Linked DNA regions of Sus scrofa: all the other regions are linked to region 2. The links are chromatin contacts, called in public Hi-C and HiChIP or PLAC-seq maps. All regions are on one chromosome and are shown on one strand. The core of a region is the stretch at or near the end of the contact, and the rest is flanking DNA. Distances in the headings are between cores, read along the strand shown. Region 1 overlaps ARNT2 (aryl hydrocarbon receptor nuclear translocator 2). Region 2 holds the start of MESDC2 (LDLR chaperone MESD). Region 3 holds the start of STARD5 (stAR-related lipid transfer protein 5). Region 4 overlaps ARNT2 (aryl hydrocarbon receptor nuclear translocator 2).

What was found. A called contact is a pair of places that touch in the nucleus more often than the background predicts. HiChIP or PLAC-seq counts read pairs in DNA pulled down with a chosen protein or histone mark.
Region 1: an H3K27ac HiChIP or PLAC-seq map of alveolar macrophages shows a contact between it and region 2. The contact joins the enhancer-like site here to the promoter of MESDC2 in region 2. A contact is called at or near these places in 10 of 47 Hi-C or Micro-C datasets (embryonic fibroblasts, fetal skeletal muscle, liver and 6 more) and 2 of 2 datasets of contacts at active chromatin or transcription factors (alveolar macrophages and skeletal muscle).
Region 3: a contact with region 2 is called in a Hi-C map of liver, with 3 times the contacts expected there. The contact joins the promoter of STARD5 here to the promoter of MESDC2 in region 2. A contact is called at or near these places in 2 of 47 Hi-C or Micro-C datasets (alveolar macrophages and liver) and 1 of 2 datasets of contacts at active chromatin or transcription factors (alveolar macrophages).
Region 4: a contact with region 2 is called in an H3K27ac HiChIP or PLAC-seq map of alveolar macrophages. The contact joins the enhancer-like site here to the promoter of MESDC2 in region 2. A contact is called at or near these places in 13 of 47 Hi-C or Micro-C datasets (alveolar macrophages, embryonic fibroblasts, fetal heart ventricle and 7 more) and 2 of 2 datasets of contacts at active chromatin or transcription factors (alveolar macrophages and skeletal muscle).

Annotation. Positions count from the first base shown.
Region 1 is chr7:49,307,018-49,310,206 of Sscrofa11.1, reverse strand. The region is part of intron 2 of ARNT2 (aryl hydrocarbon receptor nuclear translocator 2); the gene reads right to left. Among named protein-coding and RNA genes, the nearest start is that of ARNT2, 49 kb to the right of the region's middle. Within about 2 kb of position 1,471, at least 19 of the 83 cell types and tissues checked have an H3K27ac peak or open chromatin away from gene starts, as enhancers often do. A contact at or near this core is called in alveolar macrophages, embryonic fibroblasts, omental adipose tissue and 1 more, where this site is marked.
Region 2 is chr7:49,816,240-49,819,631 of Sscrofa11.1, reverse strand. MESDC2 (LDLR chaperone MESD) reads left to right here and starts at 1,907. Exons shown (of 3, transcript XM_001928863.5): 1 at 1,907-2,238. The coding sequence starts at 2,032.
Region 3 is chr7:50,116,491-50,120,107 of Sscrofa11.1, reverse strand. STARD5 (stAR-related lipid transfer protein 5) reads left to right here and starts at 1,456. Exons shown (of 6, transcript XM_003128449.4): 1 at 1,456-1,672; 2 at 2,364-2,413; 3 at 2,769-2,901. The coding sequence starts at 1,574.
Region 4 is chr7:49,418,721-49,421,901 of Sscrofa11.1, reverse strand. All of the region lies in intron 12 of ARNT2 (aryl hydrocarbon receptor nuclear translocator 2), which reads right to left. Among named protein-coding and RNA genes, the nearest start is that of ABHD17C, 120 kb to the left of the region's middle. Within about 2 kb of position 1,606, at least 8 of the 83 cell types and tissues checked have an H3K27ac peak or open chromatin away from gene starts, as enhancers often do. A contact at or near this core is called in alveolar macrophages, where this site is marked.

The sequences.
Region 1 (3,189 bases), core at 222-2,721, 510 kb after region 2:
CCCATTAGTGGGAGACAACCATGCACCTCCTACAATACAGACAGGGCGACCAGGCACCAGACAGCAGCTGCACAATTGTCTGTGTTGTGGGAAGATGTGGGCTGAACACATGAATTTCTAAATGAAGTCAAGTCATCAGTTTTCTGCTTAGTTACTAAGCCACCGCCTCACCTTTCCTGAAAATGACACCTGGGAGATAAGCACCAAAGAGTCTGCTCGGGGAGCACTGTGCCTTTGCGGAGCCGCAGAACCACACTGCCACCCAGTGTTCATCATGGGTAAGAGCGACTCTGCTGTGGACACGAGGCTTAATAATACCCTGGGCTGTCAACAGTTGCATGTGAAGAAAAAGAAATCGCATTTTCAAAATTCCAATGGATTTATGCAAGCCTTGAGCAAAACCTCAAGTGGGTGTGAGATGTACAGTTATCTTTAAAATGCCTTTCAGCTCAAATTGATATGAGTGTGATAATCTGGCTCCTGCGAGACGCCATTTATTAGTCAGCGGTTCCTCCTCAGCCTGCATGATCTTTGGGGCATTTAGGGTGACCAATCGTCCTGATTTTCCCCGACTGAGGGATTCGTGAGGTAGAGGACCTCAGTGTTAAACCTGGGAAAGTCCCGGGCCAACTACACAGATAGTTGGTCCCCGTGGTTTCCGTAAGGACAGCTCAGGTCTGTGCCCGGTCCTCATGCAGCAGGCAGATGGGGAGGTGAGGCACAGGGCAACTGGTCCCAGCTGGGACCAGGTCAGCCCACCTGAGCAGAGGGTATAAGAGAGGATGGCTGGGCTCTGGAGCCAGAGTTTTCTAGGGGCTGTGGAAAACGTAGCAGGATTTGTCTGTGAAAAATTAGGGACCACAAAACTGTGCCTTCCCGGCTGTGCAGATGCTGCAGTCACATCTCGTCCTTCTGAAAAGTGTGACATGGAGATGGACTCAGGAGAGAAGTCAGGACATAACAAATCCTCAGGGTCACTCACTTGACCCCCAAAGCAGGCTCACTGCTCACAGGCCACACAGAGAAAATCAGCTTCTGAGGACAAAGGAGCTTTTGGAGGAGTGCTTGCAAAAGGCTGCCTCCGGGTCTTCTGCCACCACGGCAAATGCGCCGCTGTGAACATGACCGCAATAGCTATGTTTATTTCTTCTGCTATAAAACCTCTGAGTAAATCATCTCTTATTTTATGTCTTTTCTGTGTCTCAACTACACTGAAACATCTGGATAATAAAAAGGAAAAATCAAAATATGACTTTTAAGTCCCGTTGTGTTCACCTTAAAGAATTCGGTACAATAAGTGGATAACAAAAGAGTCCTCCAACGGTGGTTTGAAATGCGTTTTACCCGTCAATTTACATGAATAAAAAGCTGTGCAAGTCACTTCGGAGCCTGCCCCTGGTTAAGAGTGAGGGATGTGAATCTGCCCTACAGTGACTGTGTCATAATAATAATGATGCATCATCAACGATGAGTCACCAAGCGATTCACTTGTGCTCTCATGAGAAAGGATGTGAGGCCGTGCCAGTGAGGCTGGCTCTAGAGCAGCAGCAAAGGAGTGACCCCGGGCCAGCTCATAATATCTGCTGACAAAAAGGGAAGTGACATGGGTGCCGGCAAATGTCCTTTCTTCAGAGCCTGGATCAGGCGGCTGGGGCTATAGCGACATCACGGCATAAATGCAAACCCAGCCGAATACCTGCTTATGTGCTGTGAACTGTATTTAACCACAGTCCAGCAGCCGTGGGGTTACACCGGAGGGCAATACCAGTCTGCTGGCTGTGCACACTTTGGAAACCGTCTGCCTCAAGAATGATATTTGAGAAGCCCAGCATTTGATTCCAAGGCAGTGGGAAGGTGCTGGTACATCCAGGTACCACAGCCTCCCTCCTCCCTCCTTAAGGGCTGGCTCTGGGGCACAGCCGCTGTCTAATCTAATCACAGCCACTTCCCAGTCACTGTAAAAGCACCCATGTGCGAGTTCCCTTCATGGCTCAGCGGTTAATGAACCCGACTAGCATCCATGAGGACGCAGGTTCAATCCCTGGCCTCGCTCAGTGGGTTACGGATCCAGCGCTGCCATAAGCTGTGATGTAGGTCGCAGATGCAGCTCGGAACTGGTGTTGCTGTGGCTGTGGTGTAGGCTGGCAGCTGCAGATCTGATTCGACCCCTAGCCTTGGAACCTCCATATGCTGTGGGTGCGGCCCTAAAAAGGCAAAAAAAAAAAGGGAAAAAAAGGCATCCATGGGCCCTGTGGGTGCCCCCCCCCCATCCCCTCCCTGAGATCAGGGCATTCTTGACAAAGATGCAGTCCAGGTGACTTGCTTCTGCTCTTTTCTCTCACACATGTGGAATCACTTTTCAAAGAATCTGAAACTTCTGAACCTTCACCTTGTGTCCCCACTGCTAGCAGAGCACGCAGCTGGCTAAGACGCCGACTGGGGAAGGCTGTCCGGGGAGTGGAAAGAACATTCAGCCCAGAGGATCCAGGGCATCGGGCCAGGCATGTGGCCGGGGATCCAAACCCCACGAGGGGTCAGTTCTACTCGGCTCGGAGACACTGGGGCGGCCTGGGTGGTTATCCTGGGAAGCTGGGACATGTTCCCTCCGCCAAAATAACCAGGTCAGAGTGGGAGGACCTAGGCAGGGACTGGGGGGGTGGGGGGTGTAAGGTCTGTGCCTCCTCCTGTTTCCCCTCTCCCTCCACCCCCCACTTTGTCTCTCCTTCTCTCCCTCTGTGTGTCTCCAACTGCGCCCCACATTTGCTCGCGGAGAGGAAGAAAAGCAGCGAGGCGGTGACCAGGGCGTGTGGACAGACATGCCCTGTGCAGGAGCAGGGGCCCCACCTTGGGGTGGCCTGTTTTTTGCTGAATGCGCTGTCCATCAGGGTCTCCTTGGTCCTCAGTGTATGGGCTGTGGTCAGAGGCGTGTTAGCACCGTTGTGGCTGTTCTAGAACGGCGGTGGCCTCCATCACAGAATTCCAGCAAAACATGTAAAAATGTCAGATGTAAACATTACTATGGAGCGAGTTTCTGTTACGGCTCCATGAACCCGACTAGTATCCATGAGGATGGATGTGGGTTCCATCCCTGGCCTCGCTCAGTGGGTTGAGGATCTGGCGTTGCTGTGGCTGTGGTGGAGGCTGGCAGCTGCAGCTCCGATTTGACCCCAGCATGGGAACTTCCATATG
Region 2 (3,392 bases), core at 658-3,157:
ATTCCTTTCGTGGCTCAGTGGTTAACAAATCGACTAGGAGCCATGAAGTTGTGGGTTTGATCCCTGGCCTCACTCAGTGGGTTAAGGATCCAGCGTTGCCGTGAGCTGTGGTGTAGGTCGAAGACTCCGCTCGGATCCTGAGTTGCTGTGGGGTAGGCCAGCGGCTACAGCTTTGATTGGACCCCTATCCTGGGAACCTCCATATGCCTTGGGAGCGGCCCTAGACTAGGCAAAAAGACAAAAAAAAAAAAAAAGTTAATTACCTCTTTAAAGACCCTACCTCCAGATACAGTCACATTCTGAGGCCGTGGAGCAGGGTGGGGGGGTTAAGACTTCATCATAAGAAAATTTGGGGGGATACGGAGTTCCCATCGTGACGCAGTGGTTAACAAATCCGACTAGGAACCATAAGGTTGCGGGTTCGGTCCCTGCCCTTGCTCAGTGGGTTAACGATCTGGCGTTGCCATGAGCTGTGGTGTAGGTTGCAGATGCGGCTCAGATCCCGTGTTGCTGTGGCTCTGGTGTAGGCCGGTGGCTACAGCTCCGATTCGACCCCTAGCCTGGGAACCTCCATATGCTGTGAGAGCGGCCCAAGAAATAGCAAAAAGACAAAAAAAAAAAAAAAAAAAGAGAAAATTTGGGGGGATATAATTCAGCCCATAAACAAGGCATGAATAAAGTTTGCAGTGGTTTGTTTTTTTCCTTTTTAGGTAATAGAATAATTAGTAATAAATGGCCATCAGAAGGGTAATAGGGAAATAAACTATTGGCATATTAATACCAAAGCATACTATATCTGCAATATAAAGAATGAAAGCTCATCATCTCATGTTGGTAAGTGGAAAACACTTTTAAGGAGCCAATACATTTACCAATTTGGACAGCGTGCTGCCATAAACACACATGTAAATGTAACAAAGCCATTTCTAGAGACATTTTGATGTTTGTAAATGTATAGTAAAATGTATATGATATTCAACAGACTGATAACTGGTTGGTGTGGGATAGTTAGAATGTTTGAAACTGTACAATGTTGGAATATTTTACAACTACACTAAGTGCCTTATTCAATTAAAAGTTTAAAAGAAATCAAAAGATCAGCCATTTAAAACTCGTTGAACTTTTTTTTTTGGCTGAGCCTGCACATGCATAAGTTGAACCCACACCTGAAGGATCCTTAACCACCCGAACCAGCAGCGAACTCCCTAAAACTCCTAGAATTTTAGAGCATCGCTGGCCAGAATCTTTTAAAGAAAGAAACAAAAAACAGAATGATTCATCCGTGAAAAGGATTAGTCAGAGCCGACAGTATTAGACTAAGACTAAAATCGGAAGAGATTACCGAAGCTATTTTACAGATGAAAAGTAATCATTTTTTTAAAAAGCTTTTTCAAATTCAAGCGATGACAGTAATATTGAATGCCAAACTGAATCATCCCCACTGAGCAGCAAAGCAGTGGGCCCGAGCTATTGATGATCGTCTGAAAAAGATGCTCTACCTGCCACTCCTTTTTTTAACTGGTGGTTCTCAAAGGAAGTTGCAGGGGACCAAGAGGAAACGTGTGACCCCGTGAAACCGGCTTTCTCAAAGCAAAGGCAGCTCCCAGAACTTCCAGCTCTAATTCATTTCACAGGCCTAGCGAGGTGCCGTTCGAGGATTCCAAGAGGCCGTGAGGGAACTTTTGGACCTGGCCTACCCGTAGGAGAGAAAAAGTTCGGCCTCGGGCTGGGCCGAAAATGAACGAGAGCACTCGGGTCCGATCCAGGACGGGCAGAAAGCCTCAGCTGGACACGAGGGGCAGGGCGGGGCCAAGATGGCGGAGGGGCGGGGCTCCCGGAGGTGGGGCTGGAGGAAATGGGACGGGGCGGGGCCTGGTAGGCTACTCAGGGCCGGGAGGCGGGGCTGAGGGCGGGGCGGGGTCCGACGCAGGCGACGGTAGGGGGCGGGTCCAGGAGAGAGGTGGCCTGGGGCGGGGCCGGTGGCTCGCGCAGGTCCGGTCCGCCCTCGCTACCCGGCGCTGCGCGGCGAAGATGGCGGCCTCCGCCTGGGCGCGCACCGCCGTGGTCCTTCTCTGTGTCTCTGATCTGCTGCTTCTCGTGCTGCTGCCGCCAAGGGCGTTCGCCGCTGAGGGCCCAGCCAAAACGCCCAGCGAGGCTACTCCACCTCCCCGGAAGAAGAAGAAGGATATTCGCGACTACAATGATGCGGACATGGCTCGTCTTCTGGAACAGTGGGAGGTCCGCGGCGCGCGCACACCCTCCCTGCTCTTCTCTGTCCCGGCCCTTCTCTGTCCTGGCCCCGCTCCTAGTGACCTCTTACCTCCTCCGTATTGGGACCCTTTAGACTTCCGTCTCGGTACCTTCTGACCCCCTAACCTCCTCTGCTGCGTATGCCGTGATCCCTTAGTGACCTACTCCAACCATCGTTGACCCTCGGTGTCCCCTCTGACCCCCTTACGCCCTGCCTACCCCGGTCCCAGGCCATTCATCCCAGTATCCTCTTCCATCATTCCTCTGGCCACTCCAATCACGGGTCAGCCTCTCACTATTCAGCTCTACTTTGTCTTTAGTGCCCTGGTCGCTCCACGCATTGCCCCGTATGGGCAGTGAGCCCTGCAAATGGGGAGGGAGACCTTTTCCACTCCACTCCTGAAGAATGGAGTGAGGGGTATGGGGAGGATTATCTTTCAAGAGGGCCGTTTCAACTTTCGTAGTTCTCCGTGTTCTAAATCAGTAGGACAGAATTCCCATTTTGGGTATATGTCCCTGCTGAGGGTTTTGTGATTTTTTTTTGAGTGGCTTTAATTTGGGAGGGTAGTGGGAGGCGGTAGCCAAGGCTAGTGGCGCTCCCTAGTTTAAAGGAATAATGACTTGATTTGAATGAGTTTTCTAGTTTGTTACTTGAATGCACTGGAGTGTGTCATTGCAAGGAGTGGATAATAACCTTTTTAGGTAAAGTTTACTAAACCAAAACCACGTTGCTGCTTCTTTCCAAAGGTGGTTGTGTTGTCCTGGTGAATTTGCACAGCTGGTGGAGTTGAGTCAGAAACTAGGATTCTGGGAGTTCCCGTCGTGGCGCAGTGGTTAACAAATCCGACTAGGAACCATGAGATTGCGGGTTCGGTCCCTGGCTTTGCTCAGTGGGTTAACGATCCGGCGTTGCCGTGAACTGTGGTGTAGGTTGCAGACACGGCTCGGATCCCGCGTTGCTGTGGCTCTGGTGTGGGCTGGGAGCTACAGCTCCGATTAGACCCCTAGCCTGGGAACCTCCATATGCTGTGGGAGCGGCCCAAGAAATGGCAAAAAGACAAAAAAAAAAAAAAAAAAAAGAAAGAAAGAAAGAAACTAGGATTCTACTCGCTGTGTAACCTTGGGCAAGTCACGTCTCCATT
Region 3 (3,617 bases), core at 207-2,706, 300 kb before region 2:
TGCCTTAATGATTTGTAAAAGCATGTTGTACATTAAGAAAACTTACTTTTAGTTAAAATATGCTCCAGTTTCCCCCTCAAATTATGGTCAGACTTTTATTCATTTATTTATTCATTATTAGTATTTTTTTCGCTACGCCTTTGGCATGTGGAACTTCCTGGGCCAGGGACTGAACCCATGCCACAGCAGTGACCCAAGCCACTACAGTGACAACGCTGGACCCTGCACCACAAAACTCCCTGCTCTAACGTTTTGTGACATTTTGATGTATTTAATTTTTTAAACTTGGTTATTGATCTTTTTCTCTAATGTCTCCTAGGAACGTTCACACACGTTACTTCCCTTGCCCAGCACAATGGCACAGTGAGGCATTCATTATTGTTCCATTTCGCCTCCAAGCACAACAGCTAAGTGATTTGGCCAAACCACACGGAGTTGTGGGTGAAACCAGGTCTAGAACTTGGATTCTCTAATGTCCCATCCAGGCGTCTTAACACCTGTCAGCCCATCAAATCGTCCAAAAAGAGGTTTCAAGTGGTCATTTTCCTTACACTACTTTTTTTTTTCAAACCTTTAAAGGAAACAATAAACACAATACGGAAAATACAGATTTCACCGTTGACCTTTCAAATATTTAGCTGGTTATAGCGCTGAAGAGGAGGAAAGGAGGCTGGGGGATGTGACCCCCACTCACTCCCCAAGATAGAAGCCACCCAGATGCGCAGAGCTCAGCGACCTCTTATCTAAACGCCAGCGCTCTCCCAGATATTAGGGTATCTCACTGTCTCCTGGACATCACTTACAAGTCTTTCAGGCACCTGCAACTGAGTCTCCCCAGAACTAAATTCATCATGTTTCCCCTCAATCCTGTCTCTCGTCCCCATCTCAACTAACCACCGGTGGCTCAAGCCTGGAGGTGGGAGTCAGGATGCTTTCCTGCTCCCGTAGCCTCCACGGTCTAGCACGGAGATCTCTATATCCTATCTCCTAAACACACTACGAGAGGTCCTCTTCTCGCCGCGTCCACCACGCACTCCCTACAGGTCACCACGGTCTCTCCCCTTAAGGCTGATGCTGCCTAGCTGGGCTTCCGGTCTCCACAGCCGCCCTAGAAAGATACTTGTGATGCAAATCTTCCTACCGTCCCGCCAGGCAGAAAGTCTCTGCGCATTCAAGGCAAATTCCTAAAACAAGCCTATCACGTACTCGTTGATCTGGCCCGCCCACTTTGTTCTCAGCAGCCGGCCCTCTGGAGTCCCCGCTCTCCAGCGTCCCTCCCTGAGGCGGGACAGGCTGGAGGCAGACGGGGCAGGACGGTGAGGGGCGTGTCTCGGACCCACCCCGCCAGCTGTGTGTCTCTTGGTGCCCGGCCGGGCGATCTCCGGCCCTGCCAATCCCAGAGCCGGGCAGGAACCGTCACAGGGCCCGGACCAATCCTAGGTCGGGGGCGGGGTTATGGGCGGGGCTCTGGGTTCCGCCTGGGGCCCGGGTTTTCCTGGCTTCAGAGGCAGGTACCTGGCCATCCCCGCACACCCTACCCGCGATTCCGCAGCCTCGCGCAGCTCTCGTCGCAATGGACCCGGCTCTGGCCGCGCAGATAACCGAGGCGGTAGCGGAGAAGATGCTCCAGTACCGGCAAGACAAGTCAGGCTGGAAGATTTGCCGGGAAGGCGTGAGTGAGAAGCTGGGCAGGAAGGGATCCGGGCACCTCTGCTCCTTGGGGCCGGGGTTTCAGAAGCCCCCAGTCTCCTCCTCTCCCGGTAGTTTTTTGCATACAACCCCCCCTCCCCGCCCCCCTGAGCTAGATTGAGAAGGAGATTCCACTGCGGGTTGTTCCCTTAAAAAATATATCGGGCCTTTTGTGTACACAATGACGCCGGGAAGTAAGTTTCTGCCCCTCTCATTGAAAGACTTGGCCAAGGTCACCTGGCTGGTAAATGCTCGAAGTGGAACCCGAGGCACCAGGCTCCCAAGCTCTTACTCGGTTCCTCAGACCCTGCGGCCCTCTCTTGATTCCGGGAGGGTGGCGTGGGGATAGTGCTACTCACCGAATACTTAGGATTTTGAACAAGCAGACCTAAATTGCTCGAGGAAACTAGATGCTGGTGGCTTTTAAGGTGGTTTGAAACCACCCCCTCCCCAGTGCTCTTCAAGCTTTAAGACCCCCCCTTTACCCATCTCGTGCTCCTATGAGGCAGCTTTGTCCAGGACTGGTCCCCAGGGTGCCACGTATCACTTGGGTCTCCTTGGAGATTCGCATCTCCTGAGGCTCTAGACTTTGCTTCCATGAAACAGGACTGGGCCAGGTGATCTCCCAGAGCCCTTCTAGCTCTAAAATTCTGCGATTCTGTGCCTTTTGACAGAATGGAGTTTCAGTTTCCTGGAGGCCATCTGTGGAGTTTCCAGGGAACCTGTAAGTGCATGCCTTGTTCAAAGCTTGTCAGAGGTGCCACCCCTTTCCTGCAGTTTCTGTGGGTTTGTTTCCCAAGACACCCCAGTCCACCCTAGCACCTGGAATCAACTTATCGGTTATCTTCCAGAAAAGCTTCCATGTTGTACTAAATTGCTTTTCCTCAAGCTGTATTTCTTATGAAAGCTTATTGTCTGTCCTTTTCTGCAGGCCTGAGGGAGGAGGACAGGTAAACCTCAGCCCCTTCTCTTGCAAGACTGTCTAAAAAAGTGATGATGAGATGGCTTCTAGTCTTTCTGTGTTATCCCAGGATAAGTTTGACTAATGCCTTGGGGACACATTCTTCTTTGTGCTCCAGGTACCGAGGAGAAGGCATTGTGAATGGGACTCTAGAGCAGGTGTGGGACTGCATAAAGCCACTTGCTGGGACCCTACGAGATAAGTGGGATGAGAATGTGGCCGGTTTTGAAATTATCGAAAGCATCACTGATGTAAGTCTTTCCAAGCACTGTTGTTACTCCTAGTCAGTAACCTGGCTCTGTCCCTCTGGAGGGGGTGAGTGAAACCTTTAGGCAAGGGGACTATCCTGTGACCCCCCTGGTACCCAGGAAATACAAGCTTGCCACTCAAGCCCAGCCTCATCCCAGGTACAGGTAGGAAAAAGTGAGACTGAGAAGGGGAGAGGCACCCTGAACAGAGCTGAGAGAATATAGCAGCTGCTGATGGAGGCAGGAGTGTAGAGTGAACGTGAATTTTGTGTGAGCTCTGAGGATGCTGAAGCAGTTCCTGGATTGGACACATGGCTCAAGTTTGAAATATGGCCCCTTGATGGACCATGATAATAAACTGAGTCCTGGCCAAAAAGGCAGGATTCTCTGCCAGCTGTAGGGCTGTGCCAGGTGGCAATTTCTGGATGACAGCTTCTGCACTGGTAAAAACGTGTGGTAACTTGTTTAGTGCTGCCCAGTAGAACTTTCTGCAGGGATGGAAATATTCTGTAGCATATTCTGTACTCAGTACAGTAGCCACTGGCTCCATGTGGGCACAGAGCGTTTGAAAAGTACCTAGTTTGAAGAAATAAATTGTTGACTTTATTTAATTTTCATGATTCTCAATGTAAATTTAAATAGCCACATGGAATTAGTGGCTACCATATGGGACAGTGAAGTTCTAGATGATCCTATGCCGGGATCCTCTGTTGTATTAA
Region 4 (3,181 bases), core at 357-2,856, 400 kb after region 2:
GCCCCACATGAAGACTCTTAAGCTTTGTTTTTTAAATTTAGGCTGTCAATATTTAGGAAATAAGTTTTGACTTAGAACTTCACTTTATGCAGGGTAAAAGACATCACACTAGAAAATTAAAAAAACAAACAAAAAAATGAAGGTGAAGCAAAGCCGAATGATGCTGGCGGTTTCAGCTAACACTTGCTTTCCTGTAAGCTGGTAGGACGTGACATCATTCCATTCAACTTTCACACTAAATTTTCATAGCGGTTACTTTATCCGGCACTAAAATTAAGAGACTGGAATTTAAAGAGGCCAAGTGGTTGTTCCAGTTGGCTGACCAGTAAGTGGCTGTGACACGGCAGAGCCAGGATCTGACCTAATACTTCTGACCTTGTTCTGCTCTCTGCATGGCTGCTCGACTTGGGAAAGGAAAAGACACCCTGAGGAGATGACTTCTTTATGTTTTAAAGTTATGGAAACTGGGTTACTTTTAAGGTACAGTGAGACCTGCAGCTCGGAGCCTAAAAATTAGGCAGGATGACTTCAACCCTAAATACCAATAAGAACGGCAGGCAAGGAGTTCCTGTTGTGGTGCAGCAGAAATGAGTCTGACTAGCATCCATGAGGATGCAGGTTCGATCCCTGGCCTTGCTCAGTGGGTTAAGAATCCAGCATTGCCATGAGCTGTGGTATAGGTTGCAGATGCAGCTCGGATCTGGTGTTGCTGTGGCTGTGGTGTTAGGCCAGTGGCTACAGCTATGATATGACTTCTAGCCTGGGAACCTCCATATGCCACGGGAGCGGCCCTAAAAAGACAGAAAAAAAAAAAAAAAAAAAAAAGAATGGCAGGCAAAAAAATTACTGGCAAATTACTGACAAAAACCATCTCAATCCGACCTCCTGCCCATGAATCCTTAAATTGAGGACATGAAGAGACCATTCAAGTATAAACAAACAACCATGTAATATGCAATATGTATACATATAATATGTATATACATATAATAAGCAAGTCATTAGGGAAACATTTCACCATAAAAATATTCAACATAAGTGCAAATTAAAATAACCTCAAAGTACAATTTTTCACCTACTAAGTTGGTAAAAATCTGCTTAGCCTGGTAGCTTGGTGTCGAAACTACTCTGGCCCCACTCTGCAGGAGAGGCGTGTGTGGACACCATCTTCCTGGAAAGCACTGTCGACCTCATTAGGAAGCATGGCGACGGTCACACCCTTCCAGGTGGCCATCCTGCCGCTGGAGGTTGTGCTAAGGAAATGATTCAGGGGCAGGAAAGAAGAGCTATCCACGCACATCTCTATGGCCATCATAGGGGAGCGACTTTTGTCACCTACGTATATTAATTTGCTGAGTAAACCCTCTACGGTCATCCACAGGGGCTACCAGGAAGATGATCTAGAAACACCTGAAGATGATCTAAGAGCATGTGGAGAAGCTCAGCACAAAACGTTCTGTACGCCGTGATCATGGCGAGAGTCTGGGGGATGCAGGAAGGAGCTGTGTGGTCGAGCCAGGAGGAAGGTGAGAAGGATGCCAGCATACACTGTGCCTCTGTCCTGCCCTCTGCTGGGAGTCTGCACTCCCTGCAACTCACGCAAGCCTCATCGTGTGAGCTCACAGCCCTGCTGGTATCGTACAGCTCCCTTTACACGTGAGCAAAGTGAGGCCCAGAGAGGCTACGAGCGGCAGAGAATAGATGCTGCTCTCGGAAGGGGAGATGAAGGCGGGGGTAGGGAAGGGGTTACTTAGCAGGTGTGGGCAGGAAGGGAAAGAGCATGGATGCTGAGGAACCCTGGGCTAGCAGCAGTGGGGGAGCCGCACGTTCCCCACGGCTGAAGGGGCGAGCGGGATCGGCTGCCTGATGACAGATGGAGCCTGGTTTGATGGCGACGCAGTCCATGCCCAACCTCGGGAAGCGGCCACACACTCCTTCCCAGCCTCCTCTACCCTGGCTGTCTGCAGCCAGTCCCCTCTACTGGCCAGACAACTGGAAGCCAGAGAGCCAGGGAGCCCACTTGGTCCTGTCCGTAAGTTCAACACCGGCCCCTCCCAAGCACATCTAAGGCAGCGTGTGGAGAGAAGTCCTCACAGGACAAACCCGAATGTCAACACAACCACCAGGCTGATCGGTGGTGAAGACTGAGCAAGAAGAGATTTTCTAACTCCGAGGACTGGAGCATTCCTTCCACTGACTATTCGCAGCTCCTGGGAACAGAGTGCACAGAGGGAGCCGGTCCGCAGCTCCCCTGCTGGATCAATCCTGCTGCTCCATCTCCTCTAATGCGTCACTGGCTGGTCTCTGCCCAACCCCACCCCCCCACCCCCAATGTCCTGGGGAGCTTGCTACTTTTCCAGGCAGCTGGCTCCATTTGCAGACAGAAACAGGAGAAAAAGTCTGTCCCCCAAACAGCCCAAATCTATCTTCTCACAGCTCCCAGTGTGGGTTCCAACTCCACCCTGGAGAGGCGCAATGTTGAATTCTGTTTCTAAACTCTTTTTCTTAGCATGCAAAGAGATGCATAATCTGAACATGATGGACGGGTCCTGCCATGCCTTTCACCTGGTGCCTCTGGTGTGTGTGTCTCTCACAAGGGAGAAAGAACATCCTAGAAGTGCACCCCAGTTGGAGGACCTGGTGAATCTGAATTTGGAACTAAGCCCAGAGGAGTCATTCCTTCAGTGAAATGTGCTGAAATACCTCCATACCAGCTACCGGGGAGAGCATGACAGATCAGAACCCATGTGGTCCCCGACCTCAGGGAGGTGACAGCCTCCAGGGGAAGATGGACAGGCCAGCAAGCAACTGTAGTATGGGAATTAAGGGCCATGATATGGGAAGAACAAGGTTCGAACACTGGACTAAGACCAGCAACACATGATTTGTCCATGAGGCCAGCCAAGCTCATATGTGTTAATACCAGGAAACAGAAGGCCTAAAAATAACTTTCCAGAAACGTGGTATTTCAAAAAAATTTAAGGAATATAATGTTTCACAGAAAAATCACAACGTTCCATATTTTCAGTTCTGCTTTATTTCAATTTCCATCTCGAGGGCAGCATCATCTTTGGTCTCAGGGCCTCTAAAATCTGAGCACCATCCTCAGAGCCAGGATGCCACCAACGTTTCTCACATCTCTGCAAACGTCTCCTTTTGCAGATAAAGAAATTGAGGCTTA